3 separate regions of the Mus musculus genome follow, and regions 2 and 3 are each linked to region 1. The links are chromatin contacts, called in public Hi-C maps. All regions are on one chromosome and are shown on one strand. Each heading gives the region's core, a stretch centred on a gene start, on an enhancer-like site or on the middle of the called end of the contact. The rest is flanking DNA. Distances are from core to core; before and after follow the strand shown. Region 1 has its middle 38 kb from the start of Stmnd1. Region 2 overlaps Cap2 (CAP, adenylate cyclase-associated protein, 2 (yeast)). Region 3 overlaps Cap2 (CAP, adenylate cyclase-associated protein, 2 (yeast)).

The links. Hi-C and Micro-C count contacts between places; a contact is called where the count stands out from the background.
Region 2: a contact with region 1 is called in a Hi-C map of cortical neurons. The contact joins two enhancer-like sites. A contact is called at or near these places in 6 of 484 Hi-C or Micro-C datasets (the HL-1 cell line, cortical neurons, forebrain and 1 more), 4 of 115 datasets of contacts at active chromatin or transcription factors (the SCID.adh cell line, T-cell acute lymphoblastic leukemia, cardiomyocytes and 1 more) and 2 of 9 other capture datasets (embryonic stem cells and embryonic trunk).
Region 3: a Hi-C map of the P5424 cell line shows a contact between it and region 1, with 3 times the contacts expected there. The contact joins two enhancer-like sites. A contact is called at or near these places in 2 of 15 datasets of contacts at CTCF or cohesin (embryonic stem cells and stem cell-derived epiblast-like cells), 38 of 484 Hi-C or Micro-C datasets (B cells, the G1E-ER4 cell line, the HPC-7 cell line and 11 more), 17 of 115 datasets of contacts at active chromatin or transcription factors (the HPC-7 cell line, SST interneurons, bone marrow-derived macrophages and 11 more) and 1 of 9 other capture datasets (embryonic stem cells).

The regions. Positions count from the first base shown.
Region 1 is chr13:46,309,846-46,312,943 of GRCm38.p6, reverse strand. No RefSeq gene overlaps it. Among named protein-coding and RNA genes, the nearest start is that of Stmnd1, 38 kb to the right of the region's middle. Within about 2 kb of position 1,798, at least 15 of the 459 cell types and tissues checked have an H3K27ac peak or open chromatin away from gene starts, as enhancers often do. A contact at or near this core is called in the P5424 cell line, cerebral cortex and cortical neurons, where this site is marked.
Region 2 is chr13:46,569,699-46,572,759 of GRCm38.p6, reverse strand. The region is part of intron 4 of Cap2 (CAP, adenylate cyclase-associated protein, 2 (yeast)); the gene reads right to left. Among named protein-coding and RNA genes, the nearest start is that of Cap2, 69 kb to the right of the region's middle. RefSeq lists an enhancer at 1-1,440. Within about 2 kb of position 1,304, at least 122 of the 459 cell types and tissues checked have an H3K27ac peak or open chromatin away from gene starts, as enhancers often do. A contact at or near this core is called in cortical neurons, where this site is marked.
Region 3 is chr13:46,618,470-46,621,245 of GRCm38.p6, reverse strand. All of the region lies in intron 7 of Cap2 (CAP, adenylate cyclase-associated protein, 2 (yeast)), which reads right to left. Among named protein-coding and RNA genes, the nearest start is that of Fam8a1, 50 kb to the left of the region's middle. Within about 2 kb of position 1,450, at least 87 of the 459 cell types and tissues checked have an H3K27ac peak or open chromatin away from gene starts, as enhancers often do. A contact at or near this core is called in the P5424 cell line and cerebral cortex, where this site is marked.

The sequences.
Region 1 (3,098 bases), core at 549-3,048:
GACATAATGGTTGGAGTGAATGAGTGGCCATGAACTCGATCCAAGCAAAGCCCGAGAGAGAATAGGGGCAGGTCATGCATGGGCACATAGCATACTGGACCATTCTGGCTTGACCTGGATAACTCTGGTGTTGCAGAGATTTATATTTTAATAAGATGACTGTGGCTGCCATATTCAGAATAGGTGGAAGGAGACAAGGCAGGATTGGCGGATGAATCAGGAGACCCTCGTGATTGGCCAGGAAAGGAAGGGTGATGACTGGCATCAGGACCAGTGGATGGAGGAGGCTAGACATACTTATTATGTGCAAATACAGTTTTGAAAAAGAGCCCTGCAAGATTTACTAAAGCTAGATAGACAGGGTAAAAGAGAAAGGAAGGCAGGACTGACAGCTCAGTCGGTAAAAGGCTTGTCCTGAGTTCCATCCCTCAGAATCCACATTCAAGAAAGATAAATGAATAAAACTCATGAAGTCTGGAGTGGTGAGAAATGCTTCTAATCTCAGCAGGAGAGAAGCAGAGACAGATTCCTGGGCATATAGATCAGGCAGCCTAGGCCACTCTGTCAGTCACTAGGCAATGAGAAACTATGTCAATAATAATGATAATAGTAATAATAATAACAATAACAACAACAATAATATAAGGTGGATGGTACTCAAGGAATGGTATCTGAAAGTTTTCTCCATACATACATACCCTCACACCCAGAGGCGAGAAAATGAGAGCAAAATCAAAGACAGCATCAAGTTTTGCTCCTGATCCACAGGGAGCTTCTGGTTGCTATTTGTTGTGAGAGAAAAGCCTTTAGGAGAAGCAGAAAGCTGTCCTACAGACATATTCTATTGAGATGCTGATGGAGAAGCCTGGCAGGATGTGTGCAGGGTCATAAACAGCAAGGAGCCACTGTTGTATGGATAGCCTCTACCATCGCAATGCACAAGCTGGCCAAGGATAAACTCATAGACAGACATTAGATGCCGCCCAGTGGGAAATGTTCTGGAATAATAAGTCTGGGGCCCGCCGGATGCAGGACACAGGACAGCTAGTGAACGTCCTGGAAGTCAAGAGGACATGGGAAGCGAGTGCTTTGAGAAAGAGGGCATGAGAAGCCATCAAGCACAGTGCAGATGTAGAGCTGTCCCATTGGTCCAGCAAGTCGTGACTGGAGCAAGAACAGATTCCATGAAATCGTGGAGGGGAACTCCACAGGAGGTATCTAAAGGAGAACAATTAGCAGACAAGAACTTTGGTGCTCTGTGCCAGGTGTACTCTTTTAGTACATTCAGATGTAAAGCAAAGACCAGGCTGGGGGCCTGGATGGGCAATGTGGATAAGAAGGAAAATGGAGTTCAAGAGAAGTTCAGGGAAGGCCAGTTAGAGGGGTGGCCTTTCACTGGGGACATGGGTGGGGAGGAAGGGGCAGAATGAGGTCACAAATACAGGCAGGTGGGTGGATGTGGGGGTGTGAGTACCGTCTTCCCGTCGCTTCTGTTTTCTCTTTGAAGTCTGAAGAAAGACCATGAGCTCCAGGTCTCGTGGGTCTCTGTAGAGTGAGAGACAGCAGCAGCCTTGGCGTCTGCACCATCCTACAAGTAACACGGATGGAGTTGAGAAAGTGAACCAGGGGAGTGAGTGGCTCAGGGGGTAAAGAACTTGATGTGCAAGTGAGCAGACCTGAATTCAGATTCTCAGAACCGATGTAAAACAGAGACATGGGACTGTCACCACAGTGCTCCTATGAGACAGGAGGCAGAAACAGGGGACTCTCCCGAGCTCCTGGGCCAGCTAGCCTGAGGCGTGCTACAGTGAGGAAGAGATCCTGTCTCAAGCAAGATGGAAGGGGAAGGACATCCGAGATTGTCCTCAGATCAACACACATGCATTTACACTCGTACGTGCTAACATGTACACACACACATACGTGCATATGCACGTGAACACACAGGCAAGAAGCAAAAGAAAGAGAGAAAAATGCAAAACGTCGCAAAAGCCAGTTAATTTTTAAATGTATTTATTGTCAAACCACAGAGCTGACTTCTATTAACTATCTTTTGGCACCACCTGCTGGAGACAGATCCCAGCAGCTAACGGCAAGGATCATTGATAATGTGCACAGCAAATGGGGAGAGAGAGAGATCTCTGTGGACTGGGATTCATCAGAAGAGTCACTTGTGAATTTCGCTGTACATGATCCTTTCCTCAAAGTGTGGTTTTTCAATGGTCTATGAAAAACAGAAATTCATAGAAAGAGAGAAACAGAGTTATAGTGGTTTTTTTTTCTTTCTTTTTTCAGGAATGGTAGTGGTGTTCTGTCCCTCAATAAAAGCGTAAGCTTTCTTCCTCTTCTGGCTACATCCCAGGAGTAGTTAGCTTATATGGGCCTTGAGATGCTCTTGGCTAATGTAATTATCCAGTGATTGAGATGAGTGAGATGCAGTTGCCAATACAGTATTTTAACCAAAATGGTCCAACGATATTACTTTTCCCATTTTCCATGCAATGTGTTGTGATGGAGATGGACATCTTCCCAGTGATGATGCAGGCTTGAAACTGCTTCCCTTAACCCAGAGACTTCCTGAGAGTTTATCTCAGCTGTAACTAGTGATGGTTCCTTACTATGTTCTTCTTTGTGTGTTTCCAAGGACCTTGCTGCAGACAAGTCACAAAGGTACAAATATCCATTTCTTGGAGAACTGGAAGGAAAATAGCCCTATATTCCTATATTCCTCACTTTTTCCCTACCTGCATCCAAGTACCCAATAAGAAGTAACTAAACTAAATGAAGAAGGCTTTATTCTGTTGTATAATTTGGAAGTACAGTCTAGCTTGGCAGCTTGGTGGCTCACATCTGAGAGGCTCAGGAAGCAGACTGTGTGGAATGCTGATCCTCAGCTGTTTTTCTCACCTATGGTAGGATGCTGCTTGAAATTAGGGATGTCCTTACCTCTCAGTTAATCCTTTCTGGAAACATCACCCACCTACCACAAGATATCTATCATCAGTGCCTTGCGTGTTTCTTAATCCACTCAAACTAGCAATCAAAATTAACAATGACAGGTTTTTATGTCATCTGGGATAATTGGGCAGTCACTCACT
Region 2 (3,061 bases), core at 55-2,554, 260 kb before region 1:
GAATTAATTAATAGGCTCTCTCTCTCTCTCTCTCTCTCTCTCTCTCTCTCTCTCGCCCCTGTCCACGGTCAAAAATTCTCTCTCAACCGGTTTGAGATGTTCTCTCTCTCTCTCTCTCTCTCTCTCTCTCTCTCTCTCTCTCTCTCTCTCTTCCCCAAACAAATGGGTATGAGGAGCCTCTAGCATCCAAGTCAGGAAATAAGTTAAAAAAAACATGTAAAAGGAATTTTGGTCTCCATTCTCCTGGCACCGTTGAGAACGTATCTGTGAAACTCTCTGGAAGGCAGAGTGCATCTCAATGAGCTTGCTGCATGTACAGCAGTCTGTCTCATTGGGAAGACAATTATATAAAGTTTATTCAGGATGATTTTTTTTTTTTAACTTTAGTACTCAAAGGAGCTGCATTTTCCATTGAGAGCTGACGAAAAGCATGGTATGGGGAAAACTCCGGTGAGACCCTCCCTGGCTGGTATACGTCAACACCGATAGCAAATGGTGGTCTGGTCATGTGATTCATCCCCCAGCACATACAAATATAGAACATGACCATAAATAGTAACGGACTGTGCCCTGGCTAGCTAATTTATGACGGCGGATCCAGATCGGAATGCCAGCTGGAACTCCCTTCTCCTCGTTGGCAGGGTTCACAGACACAGGGTTGTAAGAAGATGGAAGCTCTGTCCAGAGAGGACCACTTCAGTTATGGCTTGCTGAAGCAGGAGCCAAGAAGCAGATCTGAAGAAATGGCTCTTCCAGGGCAGCTAAGCTTTGGTGAATGAGTCAGCAACTTCTTTTTAAAATCTGATTTTTTTGATTCAGGTCTTAAGAGAGTGGTCTTGTAACCTTCCCGATTTATTTATTTATTTATTTATTTATTTATTTTTAAATCGGGTCTACGATGGCCCGCAAGAGGCCATTTCTTTTTTTTTTTTTCTTCTTCTTCTTCTTCTTCAGTAAAGAATGGTAAATAGCTGATAATTATTTTATAAAGAATTCAAAGTTATCTTGACATCAAACAAACAAAAAGGGTAACGAAAAATCATCTTAGTCAAATAAATGCAGTTTTATCCCTTGGTTGGCCTTTATCACCAACTGCGGTCTGAAATTCTAACAAACTTGGAGTGAGATAGTTGAAACAAAGGAAAACCTCTTTCTCCCTGAACCCTTCACCCCTCAGATAATCGCCCAGATCCGCAGTTTGTGCTAATCACCTCACTTCCTTTGGACAGCCGTTCTTTATCTGATTCAGGTCTTACACAAAGGCAGATGAGCTCATGCCGCCTTATCAGATCGAAAACAACAACAAAGCCACCCTGAGTGACAGTTCAGCAGGACAGGATCTTAGCAAATCCTCTCTGCCTCCACAGCCCTGAGCTTCCAAATAGCTATAAAGCTACCAGTCCCAGTCAGCGCTCACAGCTCGTCACCACTTTATGCTGCTAAAGCAAACAGTCTGGGTAGAGACTGTCAGCACCTGCTCGCTTTTGGATCAGCCTCCTCCCCGCATCCTGATAAGCCAGCGATTAGCTTTCCTGTTGGGATTCAGTCCTGCCTGCTTAGCTTCGGGCTGTCAACTCCAGCAGACCCTGATGCTATCACACAACCGACATGTCTCTTTTCCTTCTAGGGCGTTTTAGTCTTCGTTCGCCCGCATCTCTAGCCAATGTGGGCGGCAGCCTTCAATCATGAGCCCCTGTGCAATTGTTTAGGTCCTTTTCACGCCGTGTGCAGCAAAACTAATAGGAAAAGCAAAGTCAACCTTTCCTTTCCTTATTTCTCTGTCTACAACATGGAACACTACCCATAAGGCTATTGGTTACAAAACCCAAGCTGCTAAGCCAGGCACAGTGATGCATGCCTGTAATCCCAGCACTGGGGAGGCCGAGGCAGGAGAATTGCCATGACTTAGAAGTTAAGCTGGTATATATAGTGAGTACCAGGGCAGCCGAGAATACACTGCAAGAAACTTGGTTCAAACGAAACCAAAACCAAATATTACCCAGCCTTCTATCAGGAAGACAAATTTTTGACCTGTTGTATATATATATATTATTTAGCTTTAGTTTGCATGTTTCTACAGAAATTAAAGCATGCGTTACTGCCCTCGGGTGCCTTTGAGTTGGTCACACAGGGAATGCATTCATGAAGTGAGCATCTTGTGTCAATTTGAAAAGGAGCCACTGGTTAGATTCTGAGTAGCTACACCTCAGAGTGGTCCATCCAGGCCACACTATGAAATGAAGACAATTGAGCAGGATAGCGCAGAGAAGATACGGACAGGGTTTTACATTTAAAATTTTTTTCTTACAGTTTTTCTTTTCTTTTTTTTTTTTAAAAAATGTTTTCAAAATAAATGTAAAAATTATGTATTTAGAAGTCCATTAAAATATGGGCTGACAGACAGCTAATTTGGTTAAGTGCCTGACATGTACTACTTCGGCATTATGAAATATTGAGCAATTATGTGACTTCTCATGGCCCCGGTGAACCACGGGCAAATGAGGCTGGACTCAACTACATGGTGTGAAAGGAGCTAGGAAGTGTTTGTATAGAAACAGCTCTACAAGAGTAGCTGGTCTCAGACACACACCCAGGCCCCCTAGCACCCCACCCCTTACCCCCTAACCCCCCAGCCCCCCATTTCCCCACACCCCCATCACCCCACTCCCCTACCCCCTCCCAGCACTCAGGAAGCAGTCAGCTATGGTGCTGTGTACCTGTTGTCACAGTGTTGGGGGCTAGACAGCCTGCCTAGCATGATCACTGAGACATGCCCCCTGTCCCCCCTTCTCCCTTCTCCCCACACACACCAAAAATTATCCTAATTTTATTTACTGTCTGGTCATGGGCCCTGACAGCAGAACTTAATGAAGCTAATCATGGCTAAGTCCTTCAAGAAGACTCAGCAGCTACGCCATGACGCTTTCTGGGCATGAACTTCAGACACACTGCAGAGTTTGGCCTTGTTCAGTCATTTGCTTTTTCCCTTACAATTTCCAGACCTGCCACTAACACCAAGTAATTTACCCCAGACACGCTCTGAGATCAAAGCCACATGACT
Region 3 (2,776 bases), core at 201-2,700, 310 kb before region 1:
CAGGCACCTGACACCACAGAGGCCCCAGCTCCATAATCCTGTGACTATCAGTCATGTAGACTGTCCCAAGCTCCTGGTATTCTGGCTAGACTCCACCCCCACAATTAACCTGGCAATAGCCGGCTATGCTCCTCCCCACAGCTACCTTGCAACAACCAGGTAGCCCAGCCCACTGTAAAAGGGGCTGCTTGGCTCCTTCTCTCTTTCTTAAGCTCTTGTTCTCCTACTTTCACCTTTCGCTCCCCTTCTCCCCCTCCTTTCCCCTTCTCTCCATGTAGCCATGGCCTGCTTCTCCTTCTCTACCTTCTCTCTGTCTCTGTCTCTCTCTGCCTTTCTACAATAAGGCTCTAAAACCATGGACCGTCTCTGCTTATCAAGACCCACCTTGCTTGAATGATGGAATAGGCCTTCCCCTGAAGAGCTGAGTCAAGAAGGTCTCCCAGTGTTTTCAGCCACTAGACTGGACTAAGGGCTCTCACCCGTGAGGAAACCAGCCAGGTCCCCCTCTCCCCCTGCCACCTTTCTCCCTTCGGCTCTGGGGTTGAGAGAGCTGCTCCTGGGGCCTCTACCCATTCTCAGCTCTTCTGCAGTGTCCAGCGACATCCTGTGATGCCCAAGTGCTGGAACCTGTCATCCCTGGCCTTCGTGAGGCCCAGGGACCCTGGACTGCTCCCCCCGCCTCCCTGCAGACTGGACTTCAGTGGCTTCCCACAGCCAGACGCCCACCCAGGCTGCGTGGAGAGTGCATGGCAGTCCCCCACATCTGCCCACCCAGAGCCTTGGAGCTTCTACTTTACAGATAGCCGCAGTCACTTTCTGAAGCTATAGTAAGCACAACTGCACAAAAAAGCAGGGATGTGTCTACAAGTTCCACACCAGAGTGTGTTCAAGCTCAGCCTCTTAATCGATCTTTTTCGTGGAATTCCTGGAAAAATCTGCACAGTTCACAGGGAAAGTTTAGTTCCTGTGTCATTACGAGATGAGGACCAGGCTTCGGTCTCCCAGCAGCAGGCATCTGGTTTGAGGTTTTTTGCTTGTGGTTCTTACAAATCTGTGTAACTGCAGGGTGGGCAGATCACTGGTGCTTCTCCCAGGCTTGTGCCAAAAGATCAATTTAATTAGCAAAGTGTCTCTGGACCTTAGCCCGGAAGAAACAACATCCGTCAATATGAAAAAGACTCCGGAAGAAAGGAACTAACTGAAAACTCAAGTCCTTTCTGGTTTGGACTGCTGCTAGGTCCATGCTGGCTTCAAGTTGAAGAAGAGCCCAGAGAAATGACAAGACTCTGTGGACCGAAGTCAGTGTAATAAGAGACACAGACAGACGACTTCACAGCTGCACGCTCCGAAGCGCCAAACACTTCCGCCCCCACCCACCCCAGCACATTGTACACACACTCACTGCCTCCCCTGTTGCTGTCTCAAACAATCCCTGCCCTCAGAGTTCCGCATTTGTTGGTGACAAGTGGACAGGCGGGGCAGCAGCTGCCGGCACAGCTGCGCTAGGAAGACCAAGGTTAGGAGGCAGCAACTGGAAGATAGAGTCGCAGCTGCTCTCTTGGAGGTGGGGTGGGTATTTGTTAGCACAAGGCACCACTGGAGGCCTCTAGGGTCCTTAGTAATGTGCTAAAAGACCCAGAGTGGAAAATGTCAAAATCCAACTTGGAAATGGGGGAAAAAAACCAACAATTACTCAAGACCCTTGAGGTGTTGCCTATCCGTAGCTTTATAAAGTCTAGGCAGCACTGCAGTGGACTGTCTGCAAAGATGCAATGGGCTGGTGGGATGGCTCAGTGGGTAAAGGAACTTGCCATGCAAATCTGATGACTTGTGTTGAATCCCTGAACCCATGGTGGCAGAGAACTGACTTCCCAGAGTTGTCCTCTGACCTCCATACCTCCCTCCCTCTCTCCCTCCCTCCTTCTCTCTCTCTCTCTCTCTCTCTCTCTCTCTCTCTCTCTCTCTCACACACACACACACACACACACACAGATTTGTTTTTGCATACTTGTGATCAGTAGATAAACAGACAAAGGGATTGTGTGTGGTTTTTTTTTTTTTGTTTGTTTGTTTCCAAGGGCCATTTTGATCAGATGATTCTAATTGTCCCTCTTTTCAAGAATTGCGATTCTGCCTTATCTACGAACATTCATTTTGTTGGTATGTCACTAGAAGAGCAATCTGGGAGAAATTAGTTTGGCTTGGACAATAGATTGTACTTGGGATCTTAAATAGTTTTTAGAAATGTAAAGTTGGAATTGAATTTTCAAATTCAAAACTACAACTTTCATACTATGTTTTATTGTATATGTATGAGAGTTTCGCTCTCATAGATGTCTGTGCACCGTATGAATATGTGTTGCCCGAGGAGTCAGAAGAGGGTGGCAGACCCTTCTGGATCTGCAGTTGTGGACAGTTGAGAGCCGTCCATAGACAAGAAACTTCATGCATTTCTAAATGGTTTTAAGAAGGAGGGTGACTGTGGATGGGTGAATGTCTTGTAGACTGATCGGAATTCTTTTACATCTGCTTCAAATGAAGGGCTGTTTTGTTATAAATTATGGAGATGTGGGTGATGGGAATTGAACCTGGGTCATCTATGAGAACACTAAGTGCTCTTAATCACTGACCAATCTCTCTAGCCTTATAATGTACTTTTTAACCCTTCTCCTTCAAATTTTAGACAAGGAGGACAAAAATCAGGAAAAACTATGGGTTTAAGCATACGTCTGGCCACTTTTCAAAAGACTGTACATGTGTGGTGCAGAATAAAAAC